Linked DNA regions of Hordeum vulgare: region 2 is linked to region 1. The links are chromatin contacts, called in public Hi-C maps. All regions are on one chromosome and are shown on one strand. Each heading gives the region's core, a stretch centred on a gene start, on an enhancer-like site or on the middle of the called end of the contact. The rest is flanking DNA. Distances are from core to core; before and after follow the strand shown.

Region 1 (5,801 bases), core at 1,968-4,467:
TCGATATCCCAGTGCACAAGATATTTCGAGAAGGATAAAACAAATCCAGCAAGACCGTCCGACATGTCGACGAACCGGGTAAGAGCCGTGTATCTCATTCTCATGACATGACCGGATGAGCTAGTGTATAGGGCCTGATAGACATCTCCTCAGTTTCCCCGGGTAGGCCTCGCATAGTGATCTATTTGGACCTACACTCATGAGGAGCACTGGCCCGGGGGTTGATTAATTATCCACGGGGTAGCTATTCCCTATGCATTTTTATTAAGTTTTTTAGCAAATGGAGTACCAATGTTGGGTCTTGCGAGACAAGTTAAACCAAAATGATTTATCAAGGGGGTCCCCATATCAACCCCACGCGTGTTAGGAGTGCTCAATATGGAACATATCATCGGTAACCGGAAACTAGGGCAGCAAAAGCTGAACAAAATACCGAGAAAAAGGCCAAGCCTTCCACCTTTTACCAATTATATATGTGCATTAAATTAAATAGAAATAATAAGATAATATCCCAAATATCCATGTCAACACATGGATCACCCTGCACCTGCAACAAATAATGCTATAAGAAGAGCTGAGCAAGCGCTAACTTAGCCAAACAATGTTTGCTAGGATGTGGAGGGGTTAGAGGCTTATCATGGCATTTTTGGGAGGCTTGATATTCAGGTAGTAGGCAACGATATTTAACAAAAGAAATGAGACGGCTAAGCATAACAAAAATTAGAAACGATATAAAGGTCAACGATCATCTTACATGGCACTTCTTCTAGGGAATAGAACTCTTGCTATCCAGGAACGTTCTCAATAGGATCCTCGTACTAGTACTCAGCACCCGACGCTACCCAAAAGGAAATACAACATCCAATAAACACACAGCCAAGACACAATGCTCAAACAATATGATGCATGAATATGATGTGAATGAAGCATGGCAATGCAGCACTAATCATCTTTCCCATGCAATTATTTATTCATTATCACAACCTCAAGACTAATTTTTTGTACATTCATGAACATGACAAAAATGAATGCATCACGAGAAAACAATACAAATGCATATAAAGAACGTCGCAAACCGAGTTGCGGACTTCTCGGGATTCCCTCGACAAGGTACGAATGGAAACAATGATAAAACAGAATTTGAGAGATGCTATGGGCAATTCCTTGGCATCCCAAGTATGCCACTAGATTGGGCACGAAATTCTAGGTGAAATGGACCTAAAGATCATGCAAAACAAATGGATTCAACTCCCACAAGGCACAAAACAATTCTACAAGAAATTTGTCCAAAAACAGCAACATGTCACATTGCACATACTAAAACTAACACCTACAGCAAGCTATCATGCTCAACAAAGGCATGGAGATGAAGTAAACATGATGCACAACAACTCATTTAAACAGCAACATGGATAGTAGCATGGATCAATGGGAATCTGGCTCACAAGATGGCATAAAACATAACAGGTTATGACTTGGTGAAAATACCAGTTTTTCACAAGCAAAGTTAACATGATGGCATATTGACACCAATGAAACACTATGCTAGAGGGACTTTTAGGGCATGAAATATAACATGGTGATATAGGGCAATAAGTACTACAATTAACACCTTCTAGCAATCAGCAAATACTCAGATTCATTGATAGCATCCTCTCAACATGGCATGGTGAAAGGAAGTGAGCCTAACTCACTTGGCTAGTGGAGTGGATGTACAACCCATCCACCCAAGTTCAATTTGGGTTCTTATTATTTCAAAAAAAACTCGTTGTGGGGGGTTTCCCTTACAGATTTCCTTCAAAAAAACATGGCATGGTGAAGTTAGCAAATTCTCAGACTTACCAAAATTCACAAGGTGAAATTTACAGCAGTTTACATCAGCATGGCATATTTGACACGAAGAATAGCTACGATGCAAAACCTATTTTGCAAAGTATTGGCACAATTTAAGAAAGGGCAATATGCTCTATCATTCACTCCATTGCACCAGCCCAAAGAACCTATAGATACTTAGCAATCCCCATGGAAACACGGCTACTTAATAACAAATTTCAGACCTAGTCATATTTCACCCTACCAAATCGGCAGCAATGACATAGCATGTTGACAGCAAGAATTCCACCTCTATACAAGGTTTTTCATGGCAACCTAAATAACACGGCCTAGTACACTAAACACGTTACAACTTTCATGTTGACAAGTTTAAGAACGGTTGCAAGGATTGCTTTATACAAAATTAACAAAATGCCATCATTGTGAAAATATCATGCACATTAACTTTCTCAAAAGACAAAACTAATTCTTCACATGAATTCCTTGGATTTTTCTACCCCAAATTCATATATCATAAGCCTATGTTACAATATAAAAACAAGCCAAAATCCAGAATCAAAACTACATCAACTAGGTATAACCTAGTATATGCCAGATTTGGCATATGCCCAGATTGGACATTTCCTGAATTGGAAACCTACCATTTATGGCATATTAGCATTCAGGGAAGTAAAAAATAAACTAAAACAATAAATCACAAGGGGTGCACATAAACTTTCTCAAAAGACAAAACTAATTCTACACATGAATTCCTTAGATTTTTCTACCCCAAATTCATAGTATATCATAAGCCTAGGTTACAATATAAAAACAAGCCAAAATCCAGAATCAAAACTACATCAACTAGGTATAACCTAGTATATGCCAGATTGGACATATGCCCAAATTGGACATTTACTGAATTGGAAACCTACCATTTATGGCATATTAGCATCAGGGAAGTAAAAAAATAAACTAAAACAATAAATCACAGGGGTCCCACTAGCGGTCTCACCACGGAAGTAAAAAACAAACAAAAACAATAAATCACACGGGTCCCACTAGCGGTCTCACCAGGGCCCGTGAGACGATGACAGCTGGGTCCAAGGGGCCACTATCATCCACTCACAAATAAAACACACAAATCACACGGGTCCCGCTAGCGGTCTCACCAGGAAAGTAAAAAATAAACTAAAACAATAAATCACACGGGATCCCACTAGCGGTCTCACCAGGGCCCGTGAGACGATGACAGCTGGGTCCAAGGGGCCGCAATCATTCACTCACAAATAAAACACACAAAGAAATAAGAAGAGGTCTTGAGGGATAGAACCAGAGACCCCCTGCTTTTCAGTGGCGCAGCTTGCCAGCTGGGCTAGTATGTCTGGCTTGACCAGTGGGGTGGCTCGACTCTTTTGACTCCATCCTACGCTGGGCTGGGCCCACGAAACAGGGACACACACACGCACACACTGCACAACCACCGGCAGCGACGACAGAGGGCACAAAGCCACGACGACGCTACACTGGTGACCCAAAAGCGCCGCGAAAGGCACACAACTACCGCAACATCCTTTTGCATAAACGCACGCACTCCTGGCACATAACGCTCAAGGGATCGACGCCGGCGACATGAAATAGAGGTGGCGACGACGAGCTTGACTAGCTGGCCACGGCGGGGCAAACTACTAGATGACGGTGAAAATGGAACCACGTGCCAAAGGGAAAACCCTACGTGATTCTACTCTCGAATGGTAGGGACGAAACACTCGCTGGAGACGAGGTTCGATGGCGGCGCGCTCAGGCTTGAAGACGACGACCAACAGAGAGCGTAATCGAGGGGGAAAAGCTACTTGGGACGCACAGATTCTCACGAGGAGGGGCTGGGTGTAGGAGATCAGGATCCAGGAAACCAGGACGACGCGCTACGGTGAATTGTTGGACGGAGACGAGCTCCTGTCGAGGAAGAAGAACAACAATTGCTTCTGGCCTTGACGCCCCTCGAAGAAGCAGAGGACGTCGTGGAAGCAGCATGAATGGGTGCATCTCCTGGATGCTCTACTCCTTCTTGGGGTCGCCGGAGGTATTGCTGGCGATGACGAGCTCGCTGGCACTCTCTAGACAGGGCGAAGCGGGTGGATCTACAGGGGCTAGCTCACCTGGTGGCGGCAGAGAGGGGAAGATGGAACCCTAGGAGGCCCGAACACCGAGGGGGTTAAATAGGGGAGCTAGGCTCCTCGCTGGCTGCCACGGTGACTCGGCAATGCCGGTGTGGTGTTTTTACCATGAGAGAGGCGGGGGCGAAGAAGATGAAAGAGATGGCTTCGGTCGCCGGCATGTGGGCCACTCACCCTGTCCACGCTGGAAAGGTACATGCGCAGGAGAGGCTGGATGCAGGCTGCGCGCGAGATGGACCCCTGGCACTGCTGCTACTGGGTTGCATTGCTACTGCTGCTATTGGGCTGCACTATCGCTTCTGCTACTCGGCTGCACTGCCAGTTACTCAACAGAAAACCTCTCATCTTTTATTTAAAATAAAACATTTTGAGCAAGAAAAAGTACTAGAGAAAAAGAGAGGATTTAAGTATGAAGTAAAAAATATATTTGGGCTCCCAAAATCATGCCCTATTTTATAATCACATTGGGCATTTTTTATAAATAAGAAAAATAATGCACTTAATTTAAGATAGCAAGGCGTTTGGGGTTTTTACAAATTGGCACACACACGTTCACAAGGACAACCTTAGTTTTTTTAATTCCATTCATAACATTTACAATCATAGCAACATTTTTAAAGAAGGTGATGGCAAGGTAGAAAATTACCACAGTGCATAACTGAATAAAAGAGAGAGGGGGGTATTTCCAAAGAGTTTGTAGGGAGGTGTTTCACTCATGAACAAACTACTTGTTGCAAGCACATCATCACAACATCAACTCCACTCCACCACAACATGAGCAACAAGGAGAAATGAATGCCAGGATGATATGATGCTATGATGCAAGTGAAAGTCATGAAACACCAAATCTTAATAAGAGAAAGCAAGGTTGACATGACATACAAGGTTAAACATGCAATTAATTCAGGGATTGCACTTGGGTTATTACAGCTCTCCCGCACTACAAGAGGATCTTGCCCCGAGATCTAGGATTGAAAGAACTCGGGATATTCGGAGCGGAGAAGGTCCTTGCATTCCCATGTGGCTTCTTTATCGAAATGGTGTGACCAATTAACTATGAGGACTTTGATAGACTTGTCGTAAGTCTTGCGCTCGTCCTCTTCAAGAATAGCAGCTCGATGCTCATGATAAGAAAGGTCTTCTTTAAGATCACTGTCTTGGAAATCAACGGTGCTCTCAGGAGTCTTGAAACACTTCCGGAGCTGAGATACATGAAAGACAACATGCACATTGGTGAAATTTGAAGGGATCTCGAGTTGATAGGCAAGGTTGCACCTTTTGGCAACAATCTTTAAAGGACCCACAAAACATCATGCATGCTTCCCTTTGATGCCAAATCGCCGAGTCCCCTTCATGGGAGATACCCGAAGATAGACAAATTCATCGATGTGGAATACCAAGTCCCGTTGCCTGCTATCATAGTAACTCTTCTGACGAGACTGAGCAGCTTTGAGATATTCATGAATGACACGACACATTTCTTCTACTTTAGTGATCATGTCATTCGGAAGGATTTGACGCTCACCGGTTTCACACCAATTCAGCGGGATCCAGCACTTCCTACCATAATCTCAAATGGGGCCTTGCCTGAAATTTCTTGGAAACTATTGTTGTAGGAGAATTCAGCAAACGGGACGCACACTTCCCACTTCATGCCGAAAGACATAACACATGCTCTAAGCATGTCTTCGGGAATTTGATTCACTCTCTCCATGTGACCACTTGTGTGAGGATGGAAGGTTGTACTAAAACGAACCTTAGTGTCCATTGCAGTTTGGAAGGAATCCCAGAACTTGGAAGTGAAGATGCTTC
Region 2 (5,801 bases), core at 1,178-3,677, 540 kb after region 1:
TTTGTGCAGGGCGGAAGAAGTTGATCTCGGTGGCCACGTACTGGTGATGCATAGGTCAAGAGCAGGACCGAGGCTACCAGAGTAGAGCTAAATCTGCAGGCACCGTGGCTATGATAGCTGGCGCGAGCACCACAGTAGCAGTGCATAGATGGCTCAGTGTGTTGCACGTTTTAGATGCGCCGAAGTGAGTGAGGTACGTCAACGGCATGCCGCACACATGGTGCTCAAGAAAAAGCCGATGCCTCTAAGCCGACTTCTGTGGGGAATACGTAAGATGCACCTGGATGTCAGAAGGCAAATAGGCTACCCTATATAAGGTCATTTCAGCAAAAAGAAGATGACACATGAGCAAGTCAACGCGGCTCTGGGCTACTTAGGACCTCCAGTGAACAACTTAACTAGTTTTAGGACCCCAATCTGCAGTTATGAAGTTTTAGGGCTAACTTGAGACCCCTCTAATAGTTATAGGACATGTGATACATTTTACTCTTAAAAGATCTATATCTATAAACGGACAAACCATTCCAAATACTCCCTCCATTTTTGTATACAAGGCCACAAACTCATATTACACGTACCAAGGCAAAACTTAATGTCTCCTTAAGCCAATGTTGTAAACCAACTTGTCTCCTTGTTTGCTGTGTCAATTAATGTGTATTTTCCATGACACACACAACAAGCCAATGATCTCAGGCCTCTTTGGCTGATTAATGGGGTGCATGCAAGCCAACCTTCCCACTCCTCATGCATGCAAGGGGTAATTAATGTCCTCTTTTGTTTATACGAGGCAAACACAATTAAATTTCCTCGATTGTTGTTATTGGCCTTGTATAGTTGTAAATTGTAATTTTGATACTGGAGGGAGTATAATGTGTTCCTTAAGTAAGCAAACCACATATGGAAACATTCAGTGTAATCTTATCAGCTTTATAATTGTAGACCATATATGCAAGCCAACCTTCCCACTCCTCATGCATGCAAGGGATAATTAATGTCCTCTTTTGTTTATACGAGGCAAACACAATTAAATTTCCTCAATTAGTGTTAGTGGCCTTGTATAGTTGTAAATTGTAATTTTGATAGTGGCCTTGTATATAAAAATGGAGGGAGTATAATGTGTTCATTAAGTAAGCAAACCACATATGGAAATATTCAGAGTAATCTTATCAGCTTTATGATTGTAGACCATATATTGCTATGCAGAAAGCACCAGGACAGATCTAAAACAAAACTAAACACAAGATGCCCTGGCATAATGTCACAAAGGGATGAAATGAGTACCTGATCATAGCCACCCAATCCTGTTACTTGTCTCCACAACCTGCAAAAAGGTCAAGGTAATGTCAAATCATTCAGCAATCAGAATAACTTATCTATCATACAAACGTAAAGGTAAGTCCTTGCGGTACTAACTTGAGGCAATTCAATCCTTCACCATAAAATTTGGGGGGCTTGAATTCCATTAGTTTCATCGTGTAGAACCGGTCAAGCTCCTTGATAAACTCAGCCTGCTCCTCCTCCGTCCCCGAGTCATCGCCCCCACGAGTGTAATCAAACATGAAGGAGTTGTTTGAGACCTTGTCAGACAAGTGGTGGTTTTCATCCTCCCCAGCTAGTGCCGACCCTAGCTCATCCTCACCATTGGCATCCTTCTTATTATCTCCACCATTGTCGCTTTCCTCTTTGAGCAAGCTGCCCTTGTCACCATCCACCCTGACCTCTGTGTGCTCATCTCCATTTCCCGCTTTATCAACATCCATCTCGGCAGCTTCATTTCCCTGGGTGTCATCCTTCATCTCAGCCCCCTCGTTTCCCTGGGCCTCGCCCTTGGTCTCCACCACCTCATTTCCCTGGGCCTCGCACTCCGTCTCCGCACCCTCATTTCCCTGGGCCTCACTCTTGACCTGATGAGCCACAGAAACATCCACCAGAGCATCGCCTACACGCTCCTCTACCTCTTCCTCCACACCTTGGGCTTCGACCTTCCCCAAATAGGCAAGGGACGCAACGGTGCTGGCAGCCGCATCCACTAGGGCGTCGCCCTTGTGCTCCCCCCCGACTTCCTCGGCACCCCCTTCTTCAGGCACCGCCGAATCCTTGGTAGAACCAACGGCGTCGGCGTCGGCGTCGGCATCCACCATGGCGTCGTCCTTCCCCTGTTCCTCCACCTCCATGTCCGCCTCCGCGCTTTCGGGATTTGCCGAGTCCTTCACGGAATCGACGGTGTCGGCGGCCTCGGTCTGGCCATCGCCGGAGGCGGGCTCGCCGTTGCGCATGGGCAGCAAAGTGCCGCACCTAGACGGGCAGCACGGAGGATCGGCGGTAGCGACGCGGCGGTAGCGACGCGCGTTATGGGTCGTTAGGGTTTGGGGCGAGGGGGATGGGGAGGGGAGAAGGAGGAGGACTTGAGTGACAGAAGCGGCCGATGAGTTTGGGTGGCTGGGTTAGGGCCCGTTCTTTTTGAGGTGTGCTGCCGAAATAAGCTCCTGGAAAAATAGGCTCATTTCGAGGTCGAACTTTATGAAAGATCGAATTTTTTGAAAAAATCAAATTTCAAACTTTTTGATTTAAAAAAATAAAAAAAAATGCAATTAAGAATGATGTTATGTGTGTGCGTAAAATTTTAGGATGAAATACCTTAAAAATCCAATCTACATAAAAAAATAAATTCATGGCCTCAAATAATGAATAGTATCATGTGTTAAAAAATCCTAGATTTGTTTTTTTGTACAACCCTCATTTTAACGTATTCTTTTTTGAAAATTTACATACATGTGTGTTACGTCCTCACTTATTTCTATATTCTTTTCATAATCTTTTGAAATGTAAAATATGAATTTTCATGAATTTTGAATTTCAAATTTAAAGACCTCCATGAAGGCCGAGCTCCAAAAGTAATTTTCGCTAGATACGTTCATATGAAAATAAGCTATAAATACTAAGTTAGTCAGGTCTTTTTGATGCATCTTTTAACTTATCTCTAATATAACTTATCTCTAATATGGTTAGTGCAGAATATGTAATGTCCTCACACTATATATTGTTATCCTCATTAAATGGTACTCCCTCCGTAAAGAAATATAAGAGTGTATAGATCACTACTTTAGTGATCTAAACGCTCTTATATTTCTTTACAGAGGAAGTATTGTGTTATTTTTATCTTTTGTTGTTCATATAAACTGTAGGGAACCAGATTTCATATGAATGTAACTTGGCCACAAGACTACTGAACCATTGCAAATTTCATAAGTTGAGATGACTTTTTCAAAACAATTTCACATCTCAATGTAAAGAAACAAAGATGCAGGGGCAAGGCTGCTCGCTGGAGCCACCCGCACCGCCCCCTCGTAGCTTGTCGGCGGGTCAAAGGGGAACAGCGGGGGCGTCGGAGGATGTGAGGCGACGGGACGCTCCCGTCCATGGCGGCGGCGGTGGAGGGACTAGAGGAGGATATGCGGCGGCAGAACCTTCGTCGCGGGTGACCGGGGAGGGCAGCTCTAGCGGCGATGGCAGCGGAAGGAAGTGCAGCGGCGGCGGAAGGAAGGAAGTGCGGCGGCGGCGGAGACCCTATCGGGAGACCTCTCCTCCTCGTGTGTTCTAGTCGCGCATGCAACATCGATGTTTTTTCGATTCCGCTCGAGGTGCGCGGCAGACTGCCAGGTCGTGTAGTGGCATTTTGCCAGTAATTTGCACCAACTTCATGGGGAATGATGTATACTGCTTCGTTTGTAAGTGACTTCTGCGGGGAGCTGGCCTATCCCTGGCTTGTTTTCATTGTGAAGGAGGATGTTGTGGAAATAAGTTAAGCCCAACACCTCAATTCGAGTTCTTTTGGGCTTTTGGCTTAATTTGACAAGAAGTTGAAAAAGCTACAAAAGAACTAGCCCTTAGGCTAGTGGTGGTATCTACTATCATGCACTTGCACTAGCAAACACGCTGATATGGCAAATAATTAAATAAAAAGAAATATTTGAGTAACATAGATAGATACCGTATCATATTAAATGTTATACTACTATGCGTCATGCATGACAATAAATAGGATCGCCAATGATACTAGTCTATGTTACTATGCATGATAGGGTAGTACTTTACATTAGGTGGGTCGTAATGGGAGTATCATATACTGTATATGCATATGATACTAGTGCGTGATACTATCTCTTCAATGCATAGTATCATATATTAATATCATATAGTATTATATTTATTGTCATGCATGACACATAGTAGCATAACATTTATTATGATATGGTATCATGATATGATACTCAACCGCCTCTTTCTTCATTTAATTCAATGCCACCTCATCAAAATTGCCTAGTTGGCATGCATGATACTAGTTATGATACTTTCATTATGACCAACCCTAGTATCATATGCATGATATACTATATGATATTGTCCACTATTATATGATAGTAAGTACCTAGTACTAACATGCATACGATACTAGTATATGATACTACCTCCTTAATGCATAGTATCATATCTTGGTATCATAGAAATCTTATTTATTTTCATGCATGGCACATACTAGTACACCATTTAATATGATACGGTATCATATTTTGATACTATCTCTTTATCTCGTCATTCAATTGTGTGTCGCCTCATCTAAAATGCTTGCTTGTCATGCATGATTGTAGTGCCCCAAGTGTGTAGCTTACCATATTTGGAACCTTCCTGTGTGGGTCCAACTTGTCTTTGACATGAGAGTTATCAATGCATGTGATTTCATGTGTCACCTTGTTATTTTCTTCCTTTGCATGCATGCAGTCCATATCATTCCTGTTGGAAATATGCCCTAGAGGCAATAAATAAATTAGTTATTATTATATTTCTTTGTTCATGATAATCGTTTATTATCCATGCTATAATTGTATTGATTGGAAACACAGTGCATGTGTGGATACATAGACAAAACACTGTCCCTAGTAAGCCTCTAGTTGACTAGCTCGTTGATCAAAGATGGTCAAGGTTTCCTGACCATAGGCAAGTGTTTTCACTTGACAACGGGATCACATCATTAGGAGAATCATGTGATGGACTAGACCCAAACTAATAGACGTAGCATGTTGATCGTGTCATTTTGTTGCTACTGTTTTCTGTGTGTCAAGTATTTGTTCCTATGACCATGAGATCATATAACTCACTGACACCGAAGGAATGCTTTGTGTGCATCAAACGTCGCAACGTAACTGGGTGACTATAAAGATGCTCTACAGGTATCTCCGAAGGTGTTCGTTGAGTTAGTATGGATCGAGATTGGGATTTGTCACTGTGTGTGACGAGAGGTATCTCGGGGCTCACTCGGTAATACAACATCACACACAAGCCTTGCAAGCAATGTGACTTAGTGTAAGTTGCGGGATCTTGTATTACGGAACGAGTAAAGAGGCTTGCCGGTAAACGAGATTGAAATAGGTATGCGGATACTGACGATCGAATCTCGGGCAAGTAACATACCGAAGGACAAAGGGAATGACATACGAGATTATATGAATCCTTGGCACTGAGGTTCAAACGATAAGATCTTCGTAGAATATGTGGGATCCAATATGGGCATCCAGGTCCCGCTATTGGATATTGACCGAGGAGTCACTCGGGTCATGTCTACATAGTTCTCGAACCCGCAGGGTCTGCACACTTAAGGTTCAATGTTGTTTTATGCGTATTTGAGTTATATGGTTGGTTACTGAATGTTGTTCGGAGTCCCGGATGAGATCACGGACGTCACGAGGGTTTCCGGAATGGTCCGGAAACGAAGATTGATATATAGGATGACCTCATTTGATTAC

The links. Hi-C and Micro-C count contacts between places; a contact is called where the count stands out from the background.
Region 2: a contact with region 1 is called in a Hi-C map of leaf, with 1.9 times the contacts expected there. The contact joins the promoter of LOC123426198 here to the enhancer-like site in region 1. A contact is called at or near these places in 3 of 6 Hi-C or Micro-C datasets (leaf and seedling).

The regions. Positions count from the first base shown.
Region 1 is chr2H:331,677,919-331,683,719 of MorexV3_pseudomolecules_assembly, forward strand. It overlaps the pseudogene LOC123426976. Among protein-coding and RNA genes, the nearest start is that of LOC123426968, 370 kb to the left of the region's middle. Within about 2 kb of position 3,218, at least 3 of the 3 cell types and tissues checked have open chromatin away from gene starts, as enhancers often do. A contact at or near this core is called in leaf and seedling, where this site is marked.
Region 2 is chr2H:332,216,707-332,222,507 of MorexV3_pseudomolecules_assembly, forward strand. LOC123426198 (AT-rich interactive domain-containing protein 6-like) reads right to left here and starts at 2,428. Exons shown (of 12, transcript XM_045109989.1): 1 at 1,414-2,428; 2 at 1,282-1,321. The coding sequence starts at 2,276.